Linked DNA regions of Mus musculus: region 1 is linked to region 2. The links are chromatin contacts, called in public Micro-C maps. All regions are on one chromosome and are shown on one strand. Each heading gives the region's core, a stretch centred on a gene start, on an enhancer-like site or on the middle of the called end of the contact. The rest is flanking DNA. Distances are from core to core; before and after follow the strand shown. Region 1 holds the start of Aunip (aurora kinase A and ninein interacting protein). Region 2 holds the start of Fam76a (family with sequence similarity 76, member A).

What was found. A called contact is a pair of places that touch in the nucleus more often than the background predicts.
Region 1: a Micro-C map of the G1E-ER4 cell line shows a contact between it and region 2. The contact joins the promoter of Aunip here to the promoter of Fam76a in region 2. A contact is called at or near these places in 3 of 484 Hi-C or Micro-C datasets (all in the G1E-ER4 cell line), 2 of 115 datasets of contacts at active chromatin or transcription factors (embryonic stem cells and pancreatic cancer cells) and 1 of 9 other capture datasets (liver).

What each region holds. Positions count from the first base shown.
Region 1 is chr4:134,508,547-134,514,307 of GRCm38.p6, forward strand. It overlaps Aunip (aurora kinase A and ninein interacting protein), which reads left to right and starts at 2,453. Exons shown (of 3, transcript NM_001081099.1): 1 at 2,453-2,623. The coding sequence starts at 2,546. Paqr7 (progestin and adipoQ receptor family member VII) reads left to right here. Exons shown (of 2, transcript NM_027995.3): 2 at 1-1,691.
Region 2 is chr4:132,919,441-132,924,572 of GRCm38.p6, forward strand. Fam76a (family with sequence similarity 76, member A) reads right to left here and starts at 3,111. Exons shown (of 9, transcript NM_145553.2): 1 at 2,918-3,111; 2 at 1,287-1,351. The coding sequence starts at 2,998.

The DNA.
Region 1 (5,761 bases), core at 1,203-3,702, 1.6 Mb after region 2:
GAACCGTTAGGAATTGTCAAGGAAAACTCAAAGTGCTGACTAGTCAGCACTGCAGGGCACGCAGAGCCTTGGCTTAGGAAGGGTGAGGAGTTTGCAGGCTGAGCTTAGAAGGGCGTTGCAGGCAAAAGGGAAGCCTGTACCGAGATTCGAGATGCAGAGATGCAGGGAGTTCAGGGGGGCTAAAGGCAAGTTTGGTCCCTGGGGCTGAGAGCCAAGGCTGGTCCCTGATATGCCCTAGATTCAATAAAATGACTATGATATTGCTTCCTCTTTGTTTTGACTCCTGTTCCAGGGAGGGGCCCTGTTCACAGGAGGTGGGATTTTTGTGTTTTTTTGGGTTTTTCTTGTTTGCTTTTTTGCATGAAGCTGCAGGTGCTGAAGGGGTGCATGTGGAGCCGTAGGGGTTCATGGTACATTTTTACCAAAGGGTAGAACTGTAAGACCCCCGGAGCTGGGCCTCTGCTCAAGTCCCGGGATGAGCTGGCCAACACCCCAACGTCCCAAGAGATAACCCACCTGATGCAAATTGCAAGAGGTTTTATTATCAGCTAGCTGAGGACGAACCCCTGGCACCTAGAAGGGCAGGGGAGTTCCACCCAGAGCAGTGACAGTAGAGGGCTTTTAACAGCTAGCTGAGGAGTTGGGAGGAGTTGGGAAGAGTTGGGAGGAGTTGGGAAGAGAGTTCTCTTCCAGGTGTCCTTGGTGAAATTTACAAGGCAGGAGTGGGGAGTGAGTTCTTTCTGAATTTTTATCTCCCGAGTCCTCCGCACAGGAAGGCAGGCATCTCTGGTTGTAAAGTATAGAAACAAAAAGGCTTTTTGCTGGCTATAGAGAACAAAGAGCTTCTTTCTGGCTGTGTTTTTAGAGATCAGGGAAAACAAGCTTGGGGAACATTTAGGGGCTTTACCTTCCAGGGAGAAACACTTTAAGTTGGGGTCTCACAGAACTGTTGTTGGGAATGCAGTGTGTGTGTGTGTGTGTGTGTGTGTGTGTGTGCGCATGTGTGTAATTATATTCCTATCTGGCATTTTGAGGGATTAAAGATCGGCCAGATTGCCAGCCTGGGAAACAGAGAGATTCTGTCTGGAAGTAAAGAAAGGACTGGGAACTGCTCATGAAGAGCCTTGCATGAGACACTTCATTCAGTCCCCAGAACTGCAGATGAATAAGGAAACAGATAGGACATGTCCCGCCACTTATAATATATTCTAAGGGTTTTCGTGTAATACATATGAAATTCATATATAAAATTTATATAAAACCAGACATACGAAAAGTTACAAGAAATATTCACCCAGGGCTGGAGAGAGGGCTCACTGGTTAAGAGTGTGTCCTGCCCTTCCAGGAGATCTGAGTTTGATTTCCAGCACACATATTGGGTGGCTCACAATCTCCTGTAACTCTAAATAATAATTACAAACTTTCTTTTAGTTCTGCTTTGAACTGACAGAGATCTGCCTGCCTCTGTCTCTCAAGTGTTTGCATTTAAGCCTCCCATGCCTGCTAGACAAGCACTCTAACAAATGAAGTTACAGCCTCATCCCTGGATTCCAATTTTGTTTCTTTTGTTTTTTTTTTTGAAACAGTGTTTCTCTGTCCTGGAACTTGCTCTGTACACCAGGTTTGTTTTGTAACTCACAGAAATCCACCTGCCTCTGCTGGGATTAAAGGCCTGTGGTTCCACCACCCAATTCCTTGATTCGATTTTTTATTTCATGTTTTCAAAGATCTTCCATGTATTGGCTCAGTTACTCTTACATGCCAATTAGTGGCAACCCCTAGTGTCGGGTAACCAACCACTGGGTCAGCCAGGGACAAAAGGGTTTAGAGTGGGGTCTAGAACCTGGCTCCACTGCTCCAGGAGGGGAGGCTCTGGAGTAAAACTGTGCAGTCTGAGACTGGAGAGATGGCTCAGCGGTTAAGAGCACTGGTTGCTCTTGCAGAGGACCCTGATTTGATTCCTAGCTCCTATATGGTGACTCAGAAGAGCCTATACTCTAGCTCCATCCTCGGAATCCTACTCTTCTGTCCTCCATTTACACCTATGCTCATGCGCGCATGCCTACAGACACCCCCCAACATAATTCTTAAAAATTATGCATAAATATATTTACATAAATATATCAACACAATATATTAATATACACTCACTTATAGAGTATATGCATGTATTTTATTTTATCATGTATTCTATAATACTTATATAGTATAGTCACAAATTATATGAGTACATATTATATATGTGGATACATATTACATATTATAATATGTATTCATATATATATTTCTGAAAAAAAGTGCAGTCCTGCCAAACCAAACTTGGTAGTGACCTACACATGCAGAGGGTGCAGAGTCCACACAGGAATGAAGAGCAAAGCAGGAAGAGCTCCCGGGAACCGCCCGGCTTCCTTAGCGCACTGGGCGTGGTTAGGGGCGGGGCTTACGTCATTACGGCCGGGCAGAGCCCTGCCTCCTGCAGTGGCGGGAGATCTGAACGCGGGTTGGCGCTAACGCCGGCTGCAGTGGTGCGCGGTGCGCGGCCGCCATGAGGCATAGAGGGCCCGAGGAGGAGGCGTGTGGTGTGTGGTTGGACGCGGCGGCGCTGAAGAGGCGGAAGATGCAGGTGGGACGCCAATATTGAGGCGATACGCGGGCTTTGGGGGACGCCTGAAGGGAGGGGGTCGGCATAAAGGGAGGACGGGATTCGGGGCGACTGGCAGCGTGAGGCCTTTGAACTGGCGCCTCAGGCGTCCTGTGGCATGCTGGGAAGGGCTCCACGACTGGTCACCTACAGGGTGCGGTCTACCCAGTTTGCCAGAACCAGCAACATGGAAAATGCAGATCAGATCGGGGATCTGGCCCAACATTAAATGAGCATCCCTGGGGTGCTGGAGACTAATTGGGCGTTTAATATGCGTTGGCTGTGTCATTAATCTTTTTTTTTTTCACTAGTGAAAGAGGGTTGAGTAATCCAGGTTCCCCCAGTTCGCTTATTACCAACAAGTGTTAGACAATTGCTTGTTTAGCATCTTATGCTGGCCGTTGTGTTTAGGGTTTTAAGTAATATTACCTTGTTTGGTCCAGCTATATGCTAGTATCAGTCCAATTACCTAGGCAGAACATGATATGTCCCCATAAGTAGTTTCAAGAGAAATGTGACTTTTGGAGTTTAGAAAGATTGCTGTTGATTTGAGACTATTAAAGCAGATTGAATGGAACAGGTGGAGATCTGAGATTTAAATAGTATGATTAGCAGTCTAAAGAGCAGCTGTTAACCATTTTTTGCTGATGAAAAATTGGAGATTCTTGGTTTTTGTTTTGTTTTGAGCCAGGGTTTTTTTTCTGTTATGTAACTGGCTATTCTGGAACTCACTGTGTAGAGCTGGCTGGCCTTGAGCTCAGAGATCCACCTCTTTGCTTCCCTAGTGCTACGATCAGCGTGTGCAACCACACCCGACTGAAAAATTGAGGATTCTTAAAGTCATCTTACAACCGAAGTCATTTTCTTCCCCGGGGACAGCGTTTCTCTGTGTAGTCCTGGCTGTCCCTGAGCTCAGAGAGCCACCTGCTTCTGCTTCCCAAGTGCTGAGATTAAAGGCCACCATTGCCTGGCTGAAGTAATTTTTTGAGGGTAACAAACTTTCACATTTTTTTCCTCTTAACATTTTTGGAGCCGGGCGTGGTGTCGCACGCCTTTAATCCCAGCACTCGGGAGGCAGAGGCAGGCAGATTTCTGAGTTTGAGGTCAGCCTGGTCTACAAAGTGAGTTCCAGGACAGCCAGAGCTATACAGAGAAACCCTGTCTCGAGAACAACAAAAACAAACAAACAAACAAACAAACAAACAAAAAAACCAAACCAAAAAAAAGAACATTTTCGGAATAGGTAATAAATCGATGTGTTCTGAAATGTAAACATATAGTCTGTGAGATATACTCCTGGCTTTGCCTGTAATTAACACACACACACACACACACACACAAATGCATCTTTTTCCTATTTACAAATAGTTGCATGCTATACACTGGCAATTTGTGTATATTTAGGTTTTTTAAATTATTTTAATGATATCATTGTGTGTGTGTGATATGTACAGGAGTACAGGTGCCCACGGAGGTCAGAGGTGTGAGAGACCCTCCCTGAAGCTGGGGTTACAGGTAGTGGTAAGCCACCTGATATGGTGCTGGGAATCGAACTCGGGTCCTCAGGAAGAGTCCTGTGCGCTCTTAACCACTAAGCTGTCTCTCCAGGCTGTCCCCACCTACCCTGTCCCCACGGATGTCTGTGTCGGTGACTTTGGAGGGGGCAGTAGTTGCACGCACTTGTGAGCTGTGTGATACGAGCACTGGTGTAAGACCCCCATGCTGGACCTCCGCTCAAGTCCCGGGATGAGCTGGCCAGCACCCCAGTGACCGAGAGAAAACCACACCCGAGGCAAACCGCAAGAGGTTTTATCATCAGCTAGCTGAGGACGAAGTCCCAACGCTGTGCAGGGCACCGGAGCGGACAGCAGGGGGCTTTTAACAACTAGCTGAGGAGTTGGGAGGAGTTGGGAGGAGTTGGGAGGAGTTCTTCTCTTCCGGGTGTCCTTGGTGAAATTTACAAGGCAGGAGTGGGGAGTGAGTTCTTTCTGAATTTTTATCTCCCGAGTCCTCCGCACAGGAAGGCAGGCATCTCTGGTTGTAAAGTATAGAAACAAAAAGGCTTTTTGCTGGCTATAGAGAACAAAGAGCTTCTTTCTGGCTGTGTTTTTAGAGATCAGGGAAAACAAGCTTGGGGAACATTTAGGGGCTTTACCTTCCAGGGAGAAACGCTCTAAGTCGGGGTCCCACACTGGGAACTGAACTTGGCTCCTCTATATGGGCAGCAAGCTTTCTTAACCACTGAGCCATGGCTCCAGCCTGAAGCTTGGGTTTTTAATTCTTGCCTCGTGAATCGGGTTTTCCTAGAGTTGCCTTCATGCCTTTGTAATTCAGGGACATGTATAGAATGTCGTTCATTGTAATATTACCGTAGTTGGCTCAGGCTGCCGTAATGAGATACCATAGACTAGATGGCTTAAACAACAGAATTGGGGCTGGAGAGATGGCTCAGCGGTTAAGAGCACCAGCTGCTCTTCGAGGTCCTGAGTTCAAATCCCAGTAACCACATGGTGACTCACAACCATCTGTAATGGGATCTGATGCCCTCTTCTGGTGTGTCTGAAGACAGCTACAGTGTACATATACATAAAATAAATAAGTAAATCTTTTAAAACAAAAAACCTCAGAACTGGTTTTCTTAGCTCTGAGGACTGCTCGCCTCGGGATCAGAGTGTTGTCATATTCCTGTTTTGGCGAGGATTCTCCTAGCTTGCAAACAATGTGCTGGGGTGGCATTGTGATGCCTGTGTGGGTGCACGTGTGGAGGAGGAGAAACAGCAGGCTCTCTAGTGTCATTAGAGGCTCCCTCAACCTCATCCAATACTAACTACTTCCCAAGTCTCCATCTCTACATACCATCTCACCGGGAGGTACTGTTTCAGTATGTGAACTCCATGTAACACAGTTCAGTCCATAGCAGAGGGGTGTGTGTGTGTCTGTCTGTCTGACGTGTCTGTAGTCCCTAATTAATGAAAAGTTGTCTTCCATCTTTTGCTATTTAAAACAGCTACTGAGCTGATGGCATGGGACTCAGAAGCCAGAGGCAGGAGGATTCCATGTTTGAGGCCATCTTGGTATGGCTGAGTTCAGGTCAGCTTGGACTATACAGGGAGGCTGCCT
Region 2 (5,132 bases), core at 1,861-4,360:
AGCCTGGTCTACAAAGTGAGTTCCAGGACAGCCAGGGCTACACGGAGAAATCCTGTCTCGAAAAACCAAAAACATTTCCTCCATTTCCAGAGGGCCAGAGTTCACTTTCAGCACCCACATTCCATGGCTCACTACCACCTTCACCCCAGTTCTAGCGGCTTCTGACACCTCTAAGCTTCTACCAGCAACTGAGCTCACAAACAGAGTTAACAATAAAAATAAAACTTAAAAAAAAAAAATCTAGTCTACATAGTAAGACCTTATCCAGCTGGTCGTGGTGGCATCCTGTCTCAAAAAAAAAAAAAAAAGACATGGTTTCTCTGTATATCCTTGGCTGTCCTGGAATTCACTGTAGACAAGGCTGGCCTTGAACTCAGAAATCCACCTGCCTCTGCCTCCCCCAAGTGCTGGGATTAAAGGCGTGCGCCACCACTGCCTGGCACATTTTATTTTTAAGACATGATTTCACTGTGTAATGTGTAAACCTGGCAGGGTCTTGAACTTCCACTCTGAGACCAGATTGCTTCCCAGTCTACAATTAAAGGAGCACTGATATTTTTGTATAAGACTTTGTAAGAGAGACATGATCTCTATATAATAACCCTGGCTGTCCTGGAGCTGGCTGTGTTGACAAGGCTGGCCTTGAACTCAGAGATCTTCCTGCCTCTGCCTTCTTTGTAGAGGTTTATAGACCTTTGCCACCATGTCTGGTACATTTTTTTTTTAATTTTACTATTTTTTAAAACGTGTGTCCTGTACCTGTCTCTTCAGGTGCCCACAGAGACCAGAGCAGTCAGATTCCCCTGGAAGTAAACTTACAAGGAATCTCCTAAGAGTGCCTCGATTGAACTCTGGTCCTCTGGAAGAACAGTTCACTTAAGCACTCAGAGCCAATGGAACTGCTGGTATTAAAGAAGTGACTCACCACGCCCAGAGCTGTTTACATTTCTCTATGCAGATGTGGTGGTTCACATTTTTAATCCCAGCCCTAGGGAGGTTGAAGATAAAGACTGTTCTCAAAATGAAAGCCAGTCTGCCTTTAAACCTAGCACTCCAGAGGCAGAGGCAGGGGGATTTCTGAGTTCGAGGCCAGCCTGGTCTACAAAGTGAGTTCCAGGACAACCAGGGCTATACAGAGAAACCCTGTATCAAAAACCAAAAAAGAAAACAAACAAACAAAAAAAGAAAGCTAGCCTGGACTACCATCTCAAAAACAAAACAAAACAACTATAAACAAAAGAACAAGAAAAACAAAAAACATCTTTCGAGGTCAAGGAGAACTGTACCTCTCCTGCTGGTACTCGGTCCTACAGTAGGTACACTTCACAACAGGGTGAGCAATCCGGCATTCCTGAAATGAAAGGAGACAGTCTGAAAAGGACCAGAGGAGCAGAAAGTCTGAATTCAGTAAAAAGCTGCAGACTGGGTACTAACTGTTGCTAGCAAGAGGCCTGGGTGAGTCATGTAACTCTCTGGACCTTCTCCTCTATATGCATATCACTTCCCTGCTGTTGATGTGGGAGTAGGAATCTGTATGAACTACTCATAGATTTTAAAACAAATATATCATGAATAAGCTCTAGATTGGTCGTTAGCTCTCTAGGTAAGAGTCCAGCTGGTCCGTCTGCTGTTGTGGGATAATGAGAAGGATCACTTGTGATACGAAGGCAAAAGATTAAAGCTGTCTTGTTTATTGAACTTCCTTTAAAAAAAAAAAAAAAAAAAAAAAAGAGCCGGGAGGTGGTGGCACATGCCTTTAATCCCAGCACTCAGGAGGCCGAGTTCAGGATTTTCTGAGTTCGAGGCCTGCCTGGTCTACAAAGTGAGTTTCAGGACAGCCAGGGCTATACAGAGAAACCCTGTCTTGGAAAAACAAAAAACAAAAATAACAACAAAGAATCATACAGCCTTAGACTGAGCAACAGTACACGACTTTAATCCCAGCGTTTGGAAGACAGAGGCAGTCAGATAGATCTCTGAGAGTTCAAAGACAGCCAGAGCTACAAGTTATATGACCCTGCCTCGGAAACAAACAAGAAAAATGTTTAGATCAAAGTTTTTATGTCCAAGGGGGCCTTCAAACACTATCTTTCGGACTCAGTAAACCCAAGTGGCTTAAGGAAAGTATGTGGGCATCTTTTTGGGGGGACGCGGGGAGGTGAACTACACACAGCGGACGGACACAGACACACATTCTGTATCTGAAATATCTGAGGATCTGTCAACGGCAACTCTGCACGAGCTTGCCGACTTAACTGTTGCTCTCTTGAACCGACGAGGTGGGAGGAAGTTATATATAAAAACGCTGGCATTTCAGGGGTTAAAAAATGCTTAGGATGAGGAGGAAGGCTACCAATTAGATGCTAAAAAGTCACCCTGTTCGTGTGTGTTCCAAGACACTGTTGGGGTACTTTTTTCATTTTCCCTAATAAAGCCTTGCCACCTCTAACTTTGAGATCGGCTGTAAAGTGCCCACGAAGTGTCCAGAGTTCAAAACACTCCTCACAAGCAGCACCTGATTCCGGGGTTCAATCTCATCCAGGACAAGGGAAATCTCTGGACCGTCATTCTACACTCAAGACGACCACATCAGAAGAGAAGGCGGTCCAAGGAAATCTTCCCGGGGGGCCAGTCGGGGACAAACAGGGGAGCTGTCCCCTCCCGCGACCTCACCAGGTCGGAGAAGAAACCCCAGCCGTTGCTAAGCACCAGGACACGCCGGCTGCCAGGGCCTGGACTCCGCCCGGGGCTCCCACAAGTACCCTGCAGTCCTCTGCGGGCCCGGCTCAGCTCGTCCGCAAAACGGGCCGGCCACACCCTGCCCGAGGGGACCCCGGCAGCCGTCCTCGCTGGACCGAGAGTTCCGAACCGCGCCTGGAGCGTCCCCAGCTCCCGGCCGCCGCCCCAGCCCGCGCACCTTGCACAGCTGCTGCCCCTGAGACAGCGCCTCGAAGGGGAAGCGCTGGTGGCACTTGGTGCAGGCGTACAGCGCCGCCATGTCCGGCCCGGGCCGTGATCGCCGCCGCCCCTCCCGCCGGCCCGCCGCTTTATCTGACAGTCTCAGGCACAACCTGGCGGCGGCGGCCGGGCCGCGGGCTGCGGAGGGCGGGCGGGCGAGGGCGGGCCGCGGGCGCAGGGGCGGGCTCTCCGGTGCTCAGAGGCCGTTCGCTGGCTCGCGTGGACGTCGATCACGCGGGAGGGGGCGGAACGTGGAGTTCCCGACGGCTCTGATTCGGTCCGGGTTGGACTACGCCACTGTGACGCTCGGGGCCGCGATTATGTAAAGCGCAGTCACGCGGGGGCGCCGCCTGAAAAGAGCGTCTTCCGAGTAGGATAGCGGAAGCCCTCGGGCTCCGCCCACCTGCCCGCTGAGGCTCCGCCCTCGCTCCGCCTCTCCGGGGGCTGCGGGAGCATTGGAGCTTCTCGCGATACTCGATGAAGTTGTGATGTTTTGGGTTGCCGTGGAGCTTCCCGCTAGCCGAAGGAGTGTGGGATTGGGGTGACAGTCGGGCAACGTCGGATTCGAACTACGAGACCATCCGGAGTTTAAACCCACTGGCAACCAAGGAGGAAAGTCTATCTTTGGAGCAGGCGGAGGGGAAAAGCAGGATATTAAATGAGTGTCCTCTATGGGCTGGAGAGAAGGCTCCGAATGCTGCTTTTGCAAAGTTTGGTTCCCAGCACCCACATCTGGAGGCTCAGATCGCCTGTAACTCCAGCTGCAGGGCTATCCCTGATGCCTCTTAACTCAGCAGGCACCTGCACTCACGTGCACTTACAAAAGATGGGCAGTTGTAAAATGGTAAAACAGTAGAGACCTGAAGCTAGAATTAAAGGCAATAGGAACACGGTGGCCATGATACTCTTGAGATCGGTTGGCTGTGTGTGTATGGAGGCCATCTGTACATGACCCAAAACCTTTAATACATTTTAGTTTGTGTGTGTGTCTCTGTGTCCCCCTCACTTAATATGGAGCTAATTGATCTGTCCGTTCTAGTGTGTGTGAGACTTAGGGATTGGTTTGATCTCTAGCACTGGAGAAAGAAAAAGAGGTAGGGCATAGGAAGTGAGAGGAAAGAAAGGAATAGAAAATATCGATGATCATTCATACAATAAACCTTTTTTAAAAGTTATTTTTACTTGTAAATGTGTTTGTGGGGCTGGAGAGATGGCTCAGCGCTGACTGTCTTCCAAGGGTCCTAAGTTCAATTCCCAGCAACCACATGGTGGCTCATAACCATCTGTAATGGGGTCTGATGCCCTCTTCTAGTGTGTGTCTGAAGATAGCAACAGTGTACTTACATATAATAATAAATAAATCTTGGGGCTGGAGCCAGCAAGGCTGGAGCCAGCAGAGGTCCTGAGTTCAATTCCCAGCAACCACATGAAGGCTCAGAACCATCTGTTCAGCTACAGTGTACCCCTATACATAAAATAAATAAATAAATCTTTTTTTAAAAATGTGTTTGTGAGTGTGCATGCCTCTGTGTATGTGTGTGTGTGTGAATGCAGTGCCTATCAAGGCTAGATGGAGTCCCCCAGGGCTGGAGTTGCAGGCAGTTTTAAACTGTCTGACATGAATACTGTACAAACAGTATGTAATCTTAACCACTGAGCCATCTCTCCAGACCCTCCTTGAATAACGTGTTAAGTATTTACTATGTGACAATTCTGGCTTATGCACACAATCAATAAGCCAGACATGATCTCTGCCTTTGTTTGGCAAATTAGCCAAAAGGGGCTATGATAAATGAAAAGACAAACCGTAAGTTGAGCATAGCAGTAACACCTGTAATCACAGTACATGGGAACTGGAGGCAGGAGGATCAGAAGGTCAACTCTATCCTTCACTACTTACTAAGTTTGAGTCTAGCTAAGCTCCATGTGACCCTGTCTTTAAAAACAAACAAGCAAAAAACCCCACAGCCAGGGAGGCAGAGGCAGGTGGATCTTGATAAATTATTTCTCCATCCATGAAACAAGCCAAATTCAAGCCAGATTACATTATATTAAATGGAGGTTTATTGGGCTCTCTGGCAAGTTCACTGGCCCCAAGGATTAAGGCCAGGGGAGTCACCATGAGGGCAAAGGTCAGGGGAGAGAAAGAGGAAAAATGGTGAGCAGAGAAAGAA